Regions from separate parts of the Mus musculus genome. Here region 1 is linked to region 2. Evidence: chromatin contacts called from public Hi-C data. All regions are on one chromosome and are shown on one strand. The core of a region is the stretch at or near the end of the contact, and the rest is flanking DNA. Distances in the headings are between cores, read along the strand shown. Region 1 holds the start of Gsap (gamma-secretase activating protein). Region 2 overlaps Rsbn1l (round spermatid basic protein 1-like).

Region 1 (4,604 bases), core at 122-2,621, 250 kb before region 2:
TCATGAGGTGCATACACACAAGCCCTCAACAGTCCTGCTACTGCTCACTTTGTAGCTGGATAATATATACATGGTTTCCTTTTAAATTACTATTTAGAGATGTTAAAGTATTTATGTTACTGTTTTGATTTTTTGTGAATATTTTCTCATTTTGTTTCAGGAGAAACCATACTCCCAAAGTTCAACACAGCACCAAGAGTAGGCACAATAATGAAACCTGGCCTCTTCCCCCTCAAGCTGTTGTTGACTCCATTTCCATCCTACAGCCACCTGTAGGGGAGGGGAGGGGAGGGGAGGGGAGGGGAGGGGAGAGGAGAGAAAAAAGAAAAGAAAAGAAAAGAAAAGAAAAGAAAAGAAAAGAAAAGAAAAGAAAAGAAAAGAAAAGAAAAACATATCTTAAATTACAGATGCTCTTCTTTTAAGTGAATCAATTCTGGGAACACACAAAAGTCATTTTCCACTTCCTCACCAGAAGAGCCTCAAGCATCAGAAACAAGTTCCAACTGACCTGGGAAGGCAGGAAGCTGAATATCCCTGCCTTGGTACTGCTTGCCGTGCAGGGGTGAGGTGAGGTGGGGTGGGGTGGGTTTAGGGGAGTGCTTGATGGCTCTTGAGCAAGCTGCTGCTTTGTCTTTAGAACCCGTGAACCCTCAGTTCCCTGCGTGCAGCCTGAAAGAGCACCCTACCCTCTCTACTCACATCTGATGGGAAATTCCCCCTAAGCCATCAGAGATACAGATTGTTCCACAGATACACAGAAAACGTCTTATTAACAAAAAGAAGAGAAAAGAAAAGAAAAAAGGTTAAACCACTGAACTCTCCTTTTTAAAAACATATTGACGCTAAGAATGGTCAGCATCCTCGCTGGGGCAAGCAATGTAATTGCTAAGATACTTAAATGGTCCTTTTTTGACCATCACGATTCATGCTGGTTAAGTCACCCTATACTTTGTCCTGATCCTAGCTGAGCCCAGGAGGCAAGCGAGAGGGAACCATCCCGCTACGCCACCTCCACCCCACCCTCCCCTCTCTGTGGTGACACATTGGGTACCACTCATTGCACAGGCTTGGGCAGCCCCAAGATGTGCCCGCAGGGACGGTGCCCCCTCAACCCAGAGCCTCTATGGGACTTCGGGTGACCAGCCCCGGCCGCCCCCTCCAGGACCCGCGTCCAGCACCTGCTCTGTCTCCTTCGTCCGTTGTCGCCGCCTGTGTGAGCAGACTCGGGAGCACGTCCTCCAGCACATCGAAGTGAGTGACCAGCCGCAGAGCCATGGCTCCCAAGCAGCAGCGGCGGGCATTCCGGGCGGGCTTACACCTCTCAGCCTACAACCACCTCTCCTTCCTCCCCGCCTCCCCAGGCTGCTTTCGGTTCAGGGTTCTGGGCGGTCCAGCCCCGAGGATCCCGAGCACCGCCCCTTCCAGGCCTACGCCGGGGAGCACTTCTCCCTACCCCAGAGACAACGCCTCCCCTGCCGCTGGCGCTGGCAGGGAACTGTGGCAGGGCCCGAAGGGGTGACAAAGCCAGCAGCTTCCAGACTGGACTTGGGGACAGCCGTGCGAAGCGGAGGGCAGGTTTTCTTTAGTCCCAGGTCATTCCCCCACGCAGCCACTTAGCTAGGGCCAGGTCACCTGAGGAGACTCGAGGTTACACAAAGGCAGCTGGCATACGGGCCAATTCTCCTTAGCTCTGCTGCACAGGGTGATGTTTCAGCTATAGTGTTTAGGTAATAAACAGCAGCAGGGAGTGGGTAAACTACAGGGTGCTGTTAAATGACACTAAGGACGGTTAGCTTAGCACAGTCTGGGTTCTCTTTACCTTTCAGTCATGCTTGAGGAAGCTGGCTTGTCCGCAAGTGGCCTCCCACGAGGTTTGTCTATAGGCACGTTCATTCTTCTTGGGTTCCTTCCCAAGTCCATCTATTCCACTATAAGTACGCCTGGTGTTTTCGTTCTATCACTCTGGCTTACTCTGCTTGAGGAGTGCTCAATAAACTTGGCCCTGTGAGATGCCATCCGTTCTGTACAGCAACAGCAGGTAATTACTGTTGCTAAAACTGAAATAGCCTTAGCCGACATAATGTCTCATGCCTATCAGCTTTGCACTTAGGAGACTAGCTTGGAGGTCATGGCCAGCTTGGGCTAGAGAATGAGTCCTGATCTCAAAAACAAACACTCAGCCAGCTCCATATCTCAAAGCAGAACACTGCCTAGTCTTTACCCAGTGCTGGTGCCTGGTAACTAGAACTTGAACTCCCAACTAATCTGGCTATTCATACGGATTCTGGTTATTCATACCTTCCTTCTGTTCAGTGGTTCTGAACCTTCCTAATGCTGCCACCGTTTAATACACCTCATGTTTAATACACCTCATGTTTAATACACCTCATGTTTAATACACCTCATGCTTAATACACCTCATGTTTAATACACCTCATGTTTAATACACCTCATGTTTAATACACCTCATGTTTAATACACCTCATGTTTAATACACCTCATGTTGTAACCAAACAAAAATGTTTTTCACTGTTACTTCCTAATTGTAATTTTGCTACTGTTATGAATCATAATGTAAATATGTGTTTTCTGAAGGTCTTAGATAACCCCCATGAAAGAGAATACCTACCCCTTTCGAGACTCACTGGTTGAGAACCACTAACCTAGAACAATCTCCAGTTGCTCCCAGACCTGGTTCCACACAACCTCTACAGCACAGCCCACAGTGACCTTCTTAACCCAAGAGTGGCATTGCTAATGGACTTCATTTCACCTGAGGTAGACTTTTGAGATTAAAAACCAAATCTGAGTCTTGAGATAGTTCTTCTGTCCCACCAATGGCCAAACAGGGCACCGTGGAAGAAAGTATAAATATTAGTAGTATTAGTAGCTTAGTGGTATTAATAGGCTATAAAATGCTTTTCTCTTACATCTCAAAATTAGGCTTTCACAACTGCAGGTACCAGAGTTACCTGAGGAACTGTCTTAGAGGGCAGAGTTTTCTGGCTTGGAACTGAACAAGGCTCAGAAGTGTTTCCCCTGAGTTTGAAAAACACTTGATAAGTGTAGAAGTCTTGATTTTCCTCTAGAGATTATCTCTCAGAGGAAGGTAGTAGCTAATTTGGAGTAGAATTCTATTGCTCACTACCACCATAACTTGCATATAATTTTAAGAGAAATTTAATGCTAATATTGATTGTGGATACAGGGGAAGATACTGGAGACATGAGGAGCCACTATAAGATTTTATAACAAATGGAGCCTGTTGATAGTTTACAGTCTTTATGTTTACAGGTTTGTTTTTGTCAAGTAAGATGGGCTGGTTATTTATGGGAAATAGCTTATTTAACAGATATATTCAATTTAAAGGTTCCACTCCACTATTTGAACTAAGAAAGAATTCTGAAGTTAAGATTCTCTTGCTTGTATAGAAACTGAAAATAACTAAGTTTAAGAAAAGTGAAGAGGCCAAGAAAGAATAACCAAGATGGGGGAAAGCTGTAGCCAAGTACCACAGAGCTGCTATGGATCACCATGGTCATTCAGAAACTTAAAATAAACCATGGTGGACCTTAAAATCAGATAAAATTAGAACCATAAAAATTATATACTTCAGGCACTGAACACAGGTATAATCATGGCCTAAATGTTTTAAGGGATCCAATGGCTTTCTGTCTCTACGGCAGGCAATCCATGTTGGGTACAGTAAATCTAACCAAGAATGCAAAGTTGAGGGGCTCATGGGCCCCATAAATGAACCTACTACCATTATTTTGCTAAATGGCATAGTAGCAAACAGCTTTCTAAGCTATACCCATACTCTCTGACCTCACCTGAGAAGTTTCTTTGTGCAGTAGATGGTGATTAATGCAGAAACACACACTCATCAAAGTGCAGAGAATGAGAGTCTGTGGCGTGCTCGGCTACAAGTGAGACATCTAGATCACTTCTTATCTCCCCAAAGCTTAAGGACCATTGAGGAAAAGCCAGAGGTGAGGATGGCTGGACATGACATGACTACTCTCATGACTTACTGCAGCTGTGGTTGGCTGCACAAGATCTCGACAAGATCAGCTAATCACCATTTCCAGCATAGAAGTGGGAAGGGGATACCCAAATTCCTCCAGGAGGGAGCTGGTTTCTCTGAAGTGCTGGCACATCTGTGAGCACAGGTAACAAAAGGGAAGATCAGCTAATCACCATTTCCAGCATAGAAGTGGGAAGGGGATACCCAAATTCCTCCAGGAGGGAGCTGGTTTCTCTGAAGTGCTGGCACATCTGTGAGCACAGGTAACAAAAGGGACCATCCCAGAGTCATCAGGACACAGGAACCAAGTAACAGCTGGGAAAGGAGCATTCATGTTTCCCTCTGCACCCTGGAGCTAACCCTGTGCCATGGCTTTTCAAATGCAAATCCCTGGTTTCCCAGGAGTACTGACACACAGACTTGCAGGAGGGACAAGCCACAGTCAGAGACAGCAAGACCAGTTAACACTAGAGATAACCACGTGGTGAGAGACAAGGGCAAGAACATAAGCAATAGAAACCAAGGCTACTAAGCATTATCAGAACCTAGTTCTCCCACCACAGCGAGCCCTGGATAC
Region 2 (4,182 bases), core at 624-3,123:
GTCTTAGTTTTCTAGAATTTGAATAGAAAAAGGATTTTTATCTCACTTTTAGAAACATTTTGGGGCTGGAGAGAAAGCTCAGCAGTTAAAAGCACTGAACCCACGTGGCAGCTCACAACAGTTGTTAACTCCACTTCTAGGAGATTTGACTCCTCTTCTGGCCTCAAAACCTAAAATAAAATAAAATAAAATAAAATAACTTTCCAATTCAGTCCTTTGTTTCTGTGACTGTTACTGCTCTGCTGTGTTATGTGGTGTCTTCCTAATAAAATTCTGTCAGACCAGGCAGCAGTCTTTAATCCCAGCACTCAGGACACAGAGGCAGGTGGATCTTGGTGAGTTCAAGGCCAGCCCGGTTTACAGGGAGAGAGAGTTCCAATACACCGGGACCACATAGAGAAACCCTGTCTTCAAAAACAAACAATTCTGCAGTCAGAACTTCATGATAGTAGCTGTATTTGTTAGTTACTTTTTATTAGTTATCAAGTATAGTGTTGGAAGTAAAGCATATGCTAGCTTTAATCTTCATAAAAATTAAAAAGACACATGCCATTCTCTCTTAGAGATGAGAATAACGAGACACAGCAGTTAAATAACTTGCTTGTGTCTGATGACCAGTTGCTGTCAGAGCTGGAATTGAACTTGAACGTGTTTAACTCTGAAGTCTGAGCTGCTTCCACTCCATTACAGTACATTTCAGTTGTCGTAGTCCTAGCATTTCACCTGCCCTACTTTCTAAAGTTTTTTCCCCCTTGTCCTTGTGCCCCCTGCCGTCTTGCTTTGCCCTTTTGTTTTTATATTTATTTATTCTCTTATGTGTGTGTCTTAGGGTTCCTGTTTCATTAAAACACCCTGACCAGAACCAGTGTGAGGAAGGAAATGGTTTATTTCAGCTTATAGTTCACCATATGGTCCATCAATGAAAGAAGTTAGGATAGGACCTCGAGGCAGAAGTTATGGAGGAATGCTGCTTACTGGCTTATTTCTCATGCCTTCTAGCCAGGCACTACCAGCCCAGGTGTCCTGTTACCTCCAATGGCTGGGTCCTGCCACATCAGTCTCTTATTTAAGAAAATGTCCCACAGGTTGCCTACGGGCTAATCTTAATGGGGACATTTTCTCAATTCAAAACCCTTTTCCCAGATGTATAGACGTGTGTCAGGCTAATAAAACCCAAATTGTGGGTGAGGGTTTGTTTGCAGGTATGCGTGTGTACAGCATGTTAGTGCTCCTGGATACCAGAGCAGTATTGGATGGCCTGGAATGGCAGTTAGAAATGGACTGGTCCATGGTTTGCTGTGTGGATCCTGGGGACTGAACCTTGGCTCCCTGCAAGAGCAGCAAGTGGTCTTGTCCTCTGAGTCAGCCCTCCAGCACCAGCTCTCGTGAATACTAGGTGCTAAGAGGATGTGTAAACAGTGTAGGTTGTTGTTGCTGGATGAATAATTATGCTCCGTTTCCCTCATTTGTCAACAAGAGGCAAGGGGAAGAAGTAAAGCAGGGGGAAGCAGCGCCGTGGTCCTCACCAGTTTACAGCTGTTGAGTGATCCATTTCAGTGTGCACATCAAGTGATCCGTCTCAGGGTGCGCGCCCCTCCCTCCTGCCCATCGCCAAGGTTTCTCTCTGTAGCCCTGGCTTTCTGGAACTTACTCTGTAAAGACCAGGCTGGCTTTGGACCTGGGACAAAAGACTAATAGTGGTGCCTATGAACACATTAAGCAGATACTGGCTACCGGGTTTCTCAGCATCCTCAGTCCCTGCTTGTTACAGGGTCATCTTGGCCAGCATATACCACCTCTGCCCTGAGCTACTCTGATTCCTATATAACCCAGCCATTTGGCTATGCTGGCCCTGCTTACCTTTTGGCCTCTTGGTTCCTGACTCTGCCCACGTCCCTCCCCCTCTCACATGACCCAGCTCAGCCTGCTGGTCATGTTCACTCTATTTCTCCAGATGTCTCTATCTCTGTCTATAGCTGTATTCCCCGTCATGTGTACAATTAACCACCTCCTCCACCATACCTAGATGCACCATGTCCTTCTAATTCTTTTTTTCCATTCAGGCACATAGACATATGAAAGAGGGGTAAGAGAGGGAGAGATCAAATTATAACAGGAGAAAGATAATATTATTGCCAGTTGGTAGGGATCAAGAAGTTCTTGCAAAAGGAGTGTCTGATTTTAGTAGAGATAGGTTGGCCAGAGGCATTTTGTTTTGTTTTGTTTTTGTTTTTTTTGTTTTCTTTGAGACAGGGTTTCTCTGTGTAGCCCAGGCTGTCCTGGAACTCACTCTGTAGACCAGGCTGGCCTCAAACTCAGAAATCCGCCTGCCTCTGCCTCCCAAGTGCTGGGATTAAAGGGGTGCGCCACCGCTGCCTTGCAGGCAAAGGCATTCTAAGTATAATTACAAAAATGTTGAGATATTACATTTGACTGAGGAATCAGCCTAGAATGACATTGGTGACCAGTGGAAGAAAAGACATTTGTATTTCTATATTGACTACAAAAATTCTTGAGTAGCATACCAGTGGAACAGAACTAAAAATTGCAGAGAAAACATGAATTTCTAAAGGAGGCAGGCCTCATTTGGAAGGACTAGCCTTCCCTTTGCTTTCGATATGCCATGTAAACAAAGCTCTGGCTAGTCTACTGTCTTCCTTTTTTGTCCAGTCTTCTGCAACAGCCCATCATCCTACGGCTGTCTGAGGTGGGGGAAACACATTCAGTAATGCTTCTTCCTTTGCAGAACTCGTGTGTTCACATGAGGGATAGGTCAAAGAAAATGACAGCCATTCTCTACTTAACAGTCTTTCAAATAACAAAAGGGAGAATAGAGAAACTTCTGAAGTCTCCTATTTATCATGCTATCTCTCTCCCTGCTATTTTGTGAGACATAGCTGTACCTGTTTTCCTAAGCCTGGACCTATTAAACAGTTTCCTTCATCAATCTCCGAAGTGAGCTAACACCAATGGCATTTTCTTTATTTAGGTAGACAGAAGCAAGTTGCATTTGCTCAATTTATTTTAAGCAATAGAGAGCCATGATGAGGTTTAATTAATGTGTTGCCCCATTGAGACACTCATAGTTTCAGCTTTTTAAAAATTACTAAGCAGACCAATGGCTTTTGTTAGGATATTTTCATATATCCGATTTGGTTTATTCTCCCCTTTTGATGCCTCCTCCTGCTACACTAACTATCTCTGCCTTCATGTCACATGCACTTGTTGTCCTTGTTCTTCTTCACACCCTTCCTCAGGAAAGGCAATGAACCATGACAAATTGTAAGAATTTCTTAAGGAATGAAGGTGTGGAGTTTGGCAGAGACTGGCTAGGCATATCTGGAGAGTCACTTACTTAATCATGTAAGTTGCAGGAGTATAGGAAAGATACTTAAGACAGACTCTAGAGGGAAGTTCGGGTTTAGATGACAGGAGTGTGAGAATTAGGTAGGTATATTACAATATCACTGAAATACGATGAGAGAATTTGATGGAGAGGCCAGTGTTTATCCCCTGAAGAGGGAAGGGGTGACTTGCTGGGGTTGGTAACTTTTCTTAGCTGTGTGCCAGGGAGAGGCTGTGTGAAATCCTCTCTGCCCTCGTCCCTGCTCATAGAGTTCTTTTCTTTTCTCAGTTGCCTTCATCTCCTTTCTCTTCTACTTATTTTTTTTAATAAATGTGTTGACTTTCTTTTTTTTATAAAGTTTTTTTTTTTAAGATTTATTCATTTATTACATGTAAGTACACTGTAGCTGTCTTCAGACACTCCAGAAGAGGGCATCAGATCTTGTTAATGAATGGTTGTGAGCCACCATGTGGTTGCTGGGATTTGAACTCAGGACCTACAGAAGAGTAGTTGGTGCTCTTAACCACTGAGCCATCTCTCCAGTCCCCTTGTCTTCTACTTCATTTCATTTTGCACATCCACTGTCCATTCTGCTTCTTCATTTTTTCTTCTTTTTCTGGCTTGCTCGCTGATCTATTTCCAACAATGTATTATTCTTAGCTGGATGTGGGAGGAACAGGGAGATTTCAGTGTGGTTGCTCAGATCAGTTGATTTCATGAACTTCATTATGAGGGTCTTGACTTAAGGCTCAGTCAGGATAGTTAGAATTGATAATATGAATCCTATTTGAATTTTTGCTTCAAAATATATAATAGCTGAAAGCTTTAGAATGGAT

The links. Hi-C and Micro-C count contacts between places; a contact is called where the count stands out from the background.
Region 1: a Hi-C map of liver shows a contact between it and region 2, with 1.8 times the contacts expected there. The contact joins the promoter of Gsap here to the enhancer-like site in region 2. A contact is called at or near these places in 4 of 39 promoter capture datasets (the 3T3-L1 cell line, 3T3-L1-derived adipocytes, the C10 cell line and 1 more), 2 of 484 Hi-C or Micro-C datasets (adipose-derived mesenchymal stem cells and liver), 7 of 115 datasets of contacts at active chromatin or transcription factors (astrocytes, bone marrow-derived dendritic cells, bone marrow-derived macrophages and 3 more) and 3 of 9 other capture datasets (adipose tissue, liver and pancreatic islet).

Annotation. Positions count from the first base shown.
Region 1 is chr5:21,183,034-21,187,637 of GRCm38.p6, reverse strand. Gsap (gamma-secretase activating protein) reads right to left here and starts at 1,371. Exons shown (of 31, transcript NM_175437.3): 1 at 1,179-1,371. The coding sequence starts at 1,275.
Region 2 is chr5:20,933,317-20,937,498 of GRCm38.p6, reverse strand. The region is part of intron 1 of Rsbn1l (round spermatid basic protein 1-like); the gene reads left to right. Among named protein-coding and RNA genes, the nearest start is that of A630072M18Rik, 16 kb to the left of the region's middle. Within about 2 kb of position 1,873, at least 48 of the 459 cell types and tissues checked have an H3K27ac peak or open chromatin away from gene starts, as enhancers often do. A contact at or near this core is called in bone marrow-derived macrophages, liver, microglia and 1 more, where this site is marked.